Regions from separate parts of the Oryctolagus cuniculus genome. Here regions 1 and 3 are each linked to region 2. Evidence: chromatin contacts called from public Micro-C data. All regions are on one chromosome and are shown on one strand. Each heading gives the region's core, a stretch centred on a gene start, on an enhancer-like site or on the middle of the called end of the contact. The rest is flanking DNA. Distances are from core to core; before and after follow the strand shown.

Region 1 (3,029 bases), core at 169-2,668, 390 kb after region 2:
AATCTGTCTGATCTAATAAAACACCGATCAGCTGCCTCTCACCCAGGCTTCCCAGTGGGCACAGGAGGAGCACAGCTGTGGGTACCAGGGTGCCCCACCCATTTATACACTGTGCTCCACTCCCCTGAAATGAGAAGTAATTATTGCTCTCATAAGGGTCGGAGCGGTCCCATCCAAGGAAAGGGAACACTCAAACGAGAGCAGTGCCGAGCTCCTGACCTCTTTGTTAATGCTCTACACGGGGAAGCTCCATGGCCACAGAGATGCCGGAACGCCCATCCTAATCCACTCAGCAACCACCCATGACGTCTCTGCCCGGCATCACTGCTGCCCGGCATTGCCAATGCTCAGTGTTTCATCTAACTGTCTGAAGCCAAGTATGACAGGGTAAAGAGGGAAGAGATACACTCTGCAAGTTGCAAATTGTGTACTCTACTGGACGCCCCACTGAGGGAATGAGTGGCTTTAGAAACAAAGCCCATGGTGGTGCAGGTCAACAGTGGGTTACACCACTGTCCACGATGCCAGCAGCCCACATTGGAGCACCAGTTGGAAGTGCCTGGATCCCGGCTACCCAGGTGGGAGACTCAGATGGAGTTCCTGGTTCCTGGCTTTGGCCTGGAGCAGCCCTAGCCATTGTGGCCATCTGGGAAGTGAACCAGCAGATGGAAGATTTCTCCCACACACACACCGTGTCTCTTTCTTTATTACTTTTTTTTTTTTTTTTTGACAGGCAGAGTGGACAGTGAGAGAGAGAGACAGAGAGAAAGGTCTTCCTTTGCCGTTGGTTCACCCTCCAATGGCCGCCGCGGTGATCCGAAGGCAGGAGCCAGGTGCTTCTCCTGGTCTCCCATGGGGTGCAGGGCCCAAGCACTTGGGCCATCTTCCACTGCACTCCTGGGCCACAGCAGAGAGCTGGCCTGGAAGAGGGGCAACCGGGACAGAATCCGGCGCCCCAACTGGGACTAGAACCCGGTGTGCTGGCGCCGCAAGGCGGAGGATTAGCCTAGTGAGCCGCGGCGCCGGCCTCTTTATTACTCTTGCTTTCAATAATGGAGTAAATCTAAAAAAGGAACAAAGGGAAGAAGGGAGGGAGGGAAGGAAGGTAGGGGAGCCCTTGCTCTTCCTGCCAATCCAGGTACCACCCGTGAAGCTGCACCTTCCCTCAGGGGGTACATTTTCTAATCCAACAGAGATTCCATGCCAGAGCTACAGCTTGAAGACTGGCGCCGGGGCTTCAGTTTCCCACTGTCAGTTCCATCTCTAGCAGATGACATAAGAATGGATGAAGGACAAGCATTCAGCCCAGCAGTTAACACACCTGCATCCCATTTCACAATGGCTCCCTGCTAACACCGACCCTGGGAGGCAGTGGTGATGGTTCCAGTAACTGGGGTCTTGCCACCTACACAGTGGACTTGGATCAGCTTCCTGGCCCAAGTCCTTGGGCCCCTGCACCTGCATGGGAGACCTGGAAGAAGCTCCTGGCTCCAGGCTTCATATCAGCCCAGCTCTGGCTGTTGCGACCAACTGGAGAGTTAAGCAGCGGATGGAAGACCTCTCTCTCTGCCTCTCCTTCTCTCTCTTTGTGTAACTCTGACTTTCAAGTAAATAAATAGAAGCGTCTCTGCATCTAACCCAAATCTTGCATGTTTCTCCTGTTCTAGCATCCGTGGAGTCGGAAAACATAATATGATGTCATCATCTGCTTCTACTTATCCAGACCATGTACAGAGCCAAAAAGACTGACATCTTACAGAGTTCTAATCTAACTATTTGACTATTCTGTTTCTGACTTGTACATGAATTTCTCTGTCTAGGTGAGCTCATGTTACGGTCATTGGACCATCCTCTAACCACTCACTCTAAGCTCCGTGCTCCTTAATTTCTTCATGATCAATTTCTATTTTTGGCCTTAAAAACCAACAGGATTGGCCTGTGTACTCTCTGCCTTCAATACAACATCCCAGCTGCAGCAGAGAGAAATCACGCACTGCCTGTCTCGAGACCCTCGTCCCGCTGCAGTTGGACGTGGGATGCTCCTGGCGGGCGGGCGGGCTGTCCACACAGCATCCTCTGCCTTCCTTGCCCTCCTGGGGGTTGAGGAGGGATCTGCCCAGGGTGTTGCCCATGACCAAGGCCAAAGGCGTCTCCCCTAGATTCACCAGCGTCAGTCCCTGCAGCCTAGGCTTTCAGCCCGCCTTTCCCCCTCCTTGCCTCTGATGCACATGGCCCCTTAAGAATTTATTTACCACCACCTTGTGGAACAGAAGTGAACTTCAGTGCACAAAGCCTATGCGGATCAAGTTTTTGGCTACATTTGCAAATGTTTTGCTCATTTTTGATCACTTTTCCTTCTCTGGGAAGGAGTCTTTGTATGCTGATCTTATGGAAGCATCTCACACCTGGAAGAAGAGTTAAAAAAAAAAAATCCCCACTCCCATTAGCTTCCTGTCTTGTCACTCTCCATCAAAAGGGAGCTACAGCCCACAGAGAGCAAAAGCTCCCAGCCCCTGGAAAGCTCCTAAACCTCACTGACAGTGCCAGGAATTGAACCATAATCCCAGATAATTATATTTACAAGAAAGGGCCTGCCCATAATCTCTCCCAAAAATAATGTTATTCACATATGTTTTGTATAGCAATCCTTATACATTGGCTTAGTGATGTTTGGATTTTCATCTTAGGCTAGAAAATGAGCCTGACCTAACAGAAGTGTTTAAAATCGCTCACCCTACGATATATCACATCACTTGATTTTAATGCTAGGCAGGGTCTGGTTTATTTTCCAATATGTTTCCCTGTGGCAAAGACATTTCTATAGCTGTCTAAATCTCTGTGGATGGCTCTCCAAGGAAAGAGCAAGACGACACCGATGTGGAGGTAAACACTTCTATCTGCTTTAACTCAGTGGGAACTGTCTCATCGTGGGAAAGTTTAACTCCGTTAAATAGACATCAAAGTGTCCAAAGGGTTTCATTATAAGCAATGTCTCTTTCTTCATTTTTTTTTAAAGTACATAACTTTTC
Region 2 (2,739 bases), core at 109-2,608:
CCAAGGGAGGGGGGCGTGTGTTGGTTTGATGGACCACATGGTTGCATCCTTTACCTCGGGGAGCATTTGAAAATAGATGGCATTAAAAGGTGCATTTAGGCTGGTTTCCTAACGTGCATTTTGCACGAATGTGTAGAAGACGCCCTCCCTGGATGCGTGGATTTCGCAATTTTTTTGGCACTACCATACATTGTTATCTCATTGCCCACCAACTTTTGGGAGACCCCCTTCGTGTTATTTTATTTTATTTTATTTATTTGGAACATGTGGATTTACCCGTGGCGTGCTTCTCCGAGGCTCAAATCAGAGCGAGATCCGGGTGAGGGTTGTGGGGGTGCTCCCCTAACTGCAGCCTGGCTGTGTTTTAAGGCTTAGCTCAGGGCGGGGGGACCCAGCGCCCCCGAGGCAGGCAGCAGCCCCGGCTCTGACTTCTGCCTCTTGGAATTCCCTTGGCGTCCGGGGAGAGCGCGCCAGAGCTCGGGGCCGCGCCTGCACGCTGGTGACAGATGGAGTTGAGAGTCTCTCCACGGAGAGGGGAGGGGGCGCCCGCGTTTGACAGGCCGCAGACGTCCGCTGCCTCTGGCGGCCGGGGCCCGCGTTGCGCCCGCGTTAAGGTAGCGCCCGGGATCGGCCGCACGGAGCACGCGGGGGCGGTCCCGGCTGCGGGGGCCCCCGGCCCTGCATCGCTCCAGGTCGGGGGCTGCCACTAGCCTCGCCCTGGCGGTGCGGGTCGTCCTGTTCCTTCCTCCGAAAGACGCCCTGGGCTTGGCTTTCTCTCCTGCAATCCGAAACCCAACGCTTGGGTGCGAGCGCCGGAGCAGGGGAGGGGGAGCTGCGCGTCCTACGCGCGCGTGTCCCCCGACCTGGTCCCCCCAAAAAAGGGGGTGCGCCCCTCTGCGCTCTCGACGCCCCCCAACCTCCTCAAAAAACACAAGGGACCTAAAGCTGGTGGAGGGGACACAAATGGGGGGTGGTGGTGGCTATCAACGATTAAAAAACAACTTAAGATCTGAACAGACAAAAAGGGTCCCGGGCTGAGCCGGACGCCCGCAGCCGGCGGCCCCGAACCCCCGGCTGTGGGTAGAGAGCGTGCGGAGTGGGGGGGGGGGCTCACCCCGCGCCTCCTTAAGGAGGAGGAGCCGCCGGGCCGCGGCGGGGCTCCGGGGCCGGCCTTTCAAGCCCTGAATGCCTGAATGTGAGCTGCCCACCGCCCTCCCACCCTCCCCCACCCGCAGCCCCACTCCAGCGGCTCGTAAAAAAAAAAAAAAAAAAAAAAAAAAAGTTTCAACAACACCGGCCAGGACCAATGGCATCGCGAAGAGCCGGGAAAGGGGGCCGAGCGAAGGGCGCGCCGAGAGCGGAGAAAGGAGAAAGCGGGCCGGCCGAGAGCGCGCGGGCCCGGGGCCGGCGAGCGGAGGAGCGTTGCTAATGTTTTTGTTTGTTTGCTTTTCCATGCATGCATAATGAGGGGGCACCGCGGCACCACGCGGGGGCTCCCGGCCCACTTTTGTATTTAAAGCCTCGCTCGCTCCGGAATCCGCAGCTGGGCTCAGCGGATCCGCTCCGCCGCCGCCGCCGCCGCCGCCGCCAGCCCGGGAGCCGCGCGCTCCGGCCGCGCCGAGCGAGCTTCTCCGTGCGGCCCGCGCCCCTCCGGGAGCTCGGCCTCCCGCCCCCAGCCCGGGGGTCGTCGCTGCGGGCGGAGGAGGGGGAGGGGACGCGCGGCGGCCCGGGCCGCGGGAAGGCGGGCAGCGCCCGGACGCCGAACCCGGGAGAGCCCGCGCGCGATGCGAGGCCCCGCCGAGCCGGCAGCGGCGGGGGAGAAGCCGTACTGAGCCGCGCGGGAGGAAGCAGCCGGGCGCGGGCGCCGCCGGCCGCACGACGAACGGATCTGCAAGCAGGGGCCGAGCAGAATGCACCCGCGGCGCCGCGCGGTCCTGCGGCCCCGCCGCGGCCCCGCGGCCTGCAGCCCCCCGGGGCGGCACTGAGCGCCGCCCGCCAGCGCCGGGGGTCGCCGCCGTCGTGCCGGAAGGCTCTCGGGTCGGGGAGCCGGACCCCAGATCTCAGCGACTCTGCAGCTCCGGGAAGCCCCCTCCGCAGCCCCGGGGCGCCAGCCGCCCTTGTGCGCCGCCGGCGGGGCAGCGGCCAGCGGCGCGGCGCGCATGGATTTATGAGGACACCCATGCCCGGAGTGCGCAGGACCCGGGCAAACTTTCCCTCCGGCTCCGCGAACGCCGCGCCGCGCGCCTCGTCTCCCTTCCGCTGCTTCTCGCCCGGCGGCGGCGGCCGCCGCTGCCCGCGATGGTGGCCGCGCTGCTGGGCGGCGGCGCGGTGACCGTGCCGGGCGCCTGGCTGTGCCTGATGGCGCTGCTGCAGCTGCTGGGCTCGGGGCTGGCGCACGGCCGCCGCCTCATCTGCTGGCAGGCGCTGCTGCAGTGCCAAGGGGAGCCGGAGTGCAGCTACGCCTACAGCCAGTACGCCGAGGCGTGCGCGCCGGTGCTGGCGCAGCGCGGCGGGGGCGACGCGCCGGGGGCAGCAGCCGCCGCTGCCGCCGCCGCTGCTTTCCCGGCCTCGCCGCGCTGGCGCTGCCCGAGCCACTGCATCTCGGCGCTCATTCAGCTCAACCACACGCGCCGAGGGCCCGCCCTGGAGGACTGTGACTGCGCGCAGGACGAGAACTGCAAGTCCACCAAGCGCGCCATTGAGCCCTGCCTGCCCCGGACGAGCGGTAGCGGCGGCGGA
Region 3 (3,039 bases), core at 293-2,792, 440 kb after region 2:
AACAGATGATGGCCCAAGTACTGGGGGCCCTGCCACCCACATAGGAGCTCTGATGGAGCTCCTGGCTCCTGGCTTTGTCCTGGCCCAGCCCCAGTCACTGTGGGCATTTGGGGAGCGAACCAGCATATGGAAGATCTCTCTCTCTCTCTCTCTCTCTCTCTCTCTCTTCCCCTCTACCCCTCCCATCCCTCCCTCCCTCTCTCCATATCACTCTGTCTTTCAAATAAATAAATCTTTTAAGAAAGCAAAAGGGTGGAAAGTGGGAATTGCTAGTTGGCACTGAATTCCTACATGTTTCTTCTCCAAAACATCTTTAAGCAAACAAAAGAAGTCTTGACTTTTATGGGAAAGACCAGGATCCTAGTTCAAAGAAGTTATTTCCACACCCAAGCATTCACTCCTATTAAGCAGCTGGAGAGAGAAGATGCAAACAAAGAAAATCCTGAATGAAGTAGAACAATCCAAATACCCATTCAAGAAATTAAAGAACTATCACAAGACTAACTGCAAGTGTCAAAAGAATTGAGTCAAAAGAAAAGCCAGCAATGACGGGTGGGTAAATACAAGGGTGCTTCAAAAACTGCAGGGGGAAAAATGGAATTAAAAGATATGTTTATTTTGGAGTGCAAAAAATGAATGTTGAGACTCATGCATAACTTCTTTTTTAAGATTTATTTATTTATTTGAAAATCAGAGTTACACAGAGAGAGAAGGAAAGGCAGAGAGAGAGAGAGAGAGGTCATCCATCCACTGGTTCACTCCCCAATTGGTCACAACCGCCAGAGCTGTGCCGATCCGAAACCAGGAATCAGGAGCTTCCTCCAAGTCTCCCAGGGGCCCAAGCACTTGGGCCATCTTCCACTGCTTTTCCAGGCCATAGCAGAGAGCTGGATGGGAAGTGGAGCAGCGAGGACTAAACCAGCGCCCCTATGGGACGCCGGCACTGCAGGCCCGCCCGCAGTGCCGGCCCCCCATGCACAACTTTTTGAGAATAAGCATTCCCCAGGTGCTTTGTGAAGACCTCTCGTATTACAAAGCCATCCATTTCCAAGCAAAGAAAAGTATCCTCCCTCAAGTCTGGGGACCAGTGATTGGAAACATAGGGAGAATGCAATGGTGACAGGATGCACAAAATGTTGCATAACCCACTCTTGCAGAAGCAGGGGTGGGGCTGTGGCCTAGCAGAGCATGAAACAGAGAAGTCTCGTGTCTGCTGAGTCAGCTGTGGACAGAGGTGACTCCCCAGACGGGACTGCTGAGTCAGGGAGAAGGGAGACATCCGAGCTGCCCGCCCAGCAGCCACATCAAAAAGCTTCCAAGGATGCGGAAATACTCAGTCTGTTGCACAAGAGATCCCGGATGCCAGCATCTAATCCCGCGGGCGAGTTTATTTAGGTCAGCTCTTTGTGGACTTAGTACAAATTGGTCGCATGACTTCTCACTGTGGGGAGCAACACAGAACAGCGGTCCCTGCACAGCCATCAGCAGTCCCCCATGGTAAGCAAACAAATCTGGAACTCGGCTGGTTCCGTTATATAGAATCTGGATGGCCAAGAACCCAAGTCAGAGTCCCAGACACCTTTCTCCCCAGCACCAAATGGAGTCTTGGTTATCCAGACTAGCCGAGAAGTTTCCAGGCAAACCCTATCAGTTCAAGCCCTGACATCACAGGGTAAGGGCAGTGCTCCCTCTGCTGGCTGGAAGTGCATTGCAGATGAATTTGGCCTCCCAGCTGTCGGCCTGAGAAACATAAATTACTCTTCAGCACTAGAGAAAGCTAGATTGCATTCTCTAACAACCAAGAAATACAAGGACGGTGAAGTTTTTTAAAGTAAATCCTAACCAGAGACTTCCATGACCCTTTAGCAAAACAGCGCATTGATGAGCTAGAATAAAAAAAAAAGCCTAAGTCCTTCATGCTGTTGAAGGAAATAAGTGAAACACATAAGACAAACACCCCAAGTTCTCCTTTATATGTGGGAGCTAAATTTAAAAAAGAATCCAAAATCCAAAGCAAAAAAAAAAAAATCCTGTATGTATCAGTTTTCCTGCAAATAGAGTGTTTGGTCAAACTTAAAGTCTGTTTCAAGCAAATTGTTAAGAATGGTGTATTACTGGGCATGCACAAGGGCACAGTGGGTTTTAGCCCCAGCCTGCTGTGCGGGCATCCCATACGGGCACTGGTTCGAGTCCCGGTTGCTCCACTTCCCATCCAGATCTCTGCTACGGCCTGGGAAAGCAGTACAAGATGGCCCAAGTCCTTGGGCCCCCGCACCCATGTGAGAGACCCGGAAGAAGCTCCTGGCTCCTGGCTTCTGATCGGCACAGCTCTGGCCATTGAGGCCATCTGGGGAGTGATGGAAGATCTCTCTCTCTGTCTCTACCTCTCTATATAACTTTTTCAAATAAATAAAATAAATCTTTTAAAAAAAAGAATGTGTATTACTATAGTTTTATTGAGCTGTGACTGTTTTAAAATTTACTGTATATGGGGCTGACTCTGTATGTGGGTAACGCCAGCGCCGCATCCCATATGGGCACCAGTGTGAGTCCAGCTGCTCTGCTTCCATTCCAGCTCCCTGATAATGCAACTCAGAAAGCAGCAGAAATGGCCCAAGTGCTTGGGCCCCTGCACCCACATGGGAGACCTGGAGGAAACCCCTGGCCCCTGGATATGAATCAACCCAGCTCCTGCCGTTGCAGCCATTTGGGGATTGAACTAGTGGATAGAAGACCTCTCTCTCTCTCTCTCTCTCTGACTTTCTCTCTTTCTCTGTCTCTCTCTCTGTAACTCTGCCTTTCAAGTAAATAAATAAATCTTTAAAAGCAAAAAAAAAATTTACCGTATATGAGTGAAATAGACATCTTTTCATTTGACAGAAAAGAAAAATGGAGGTAACTATTAAATAGATCTGTGTTGAGAGTTTCTGCCTCTGAGTTGGGGAACCAAAGGTTGAGAAAGATGAATAAGAATACATTGTTGTGCCAGCACCATGGCTCACTAGGCTAATCCTCCGCCTGCGGCGCCGGCACACCGGG

Evidence for each region. A called contact is a pair of places that touch in the nucleus more often than the background predicts.
Region 1: a contact with region 2 is called in a Micro-C map of ear pinna, with 4 times the contacts expected there. The contact joins the enhancer-like site here to the promoter of GAS1 in region 2. A contact is called at or near these places in 2 of 6 Hi-C or Micro-C datasets (ear pinna and psoas muscle).
Region 3: a contact with region 2 is called in a Micro-C map of ear pinna, with 5 times the contacts expected there. The contact joins the enhancer-like site here to the promoter of GAS1 in region 2. A contact is called at or near these places in 2 of 6 Hi-C or Micro-C datasets (ear pinna and psoas muscle).

What each region holds. Positions count from the first base shown.
Region 1 is chr1:144,126,678-144,129,706 of mOryCun1.1, forward strand. No RefSeq gene overlaps it. Among named protein-coding and RNA genes, the nearest start is that of TUT7, 110 kb to the right of the region's middle. Within about 2 kb of position 1,419, at least 1 of the 8 cell types and tissues checked has an H3K27ac peak or open chromatin away from gene starts, as enhancers often do. A contact at or near this core is called in ear pinna, where this site is marked.
Region 2 is chr1:143,740,407-143,743,145 of mOryCun1.1, forward strand. It overlaps GAS1 (growth arrest specific 1), which reads left to right and starts at 1,359. Exons shown (of 1, transcript XM_070065873.1): 1 at 1,359-2,739. The coding sequence starts at 2,299.
Region 3 is chr1:144,181,184-144,184,222 of mOryCun1.1, forward strand. No RefSeq gene overlaps it. Among named protein-coding and RNA genes, the nearest start is that of TUT7, 53 kb to the right of the region's middle. Within about 2 kb of position 1,543, at least 4 of the 8 cell types and tissues checked have an H3K27ac peak or open chromatin away from gene starts, as enhancers often do. A contact at or near this core is called in ear pinna, where this site is marked.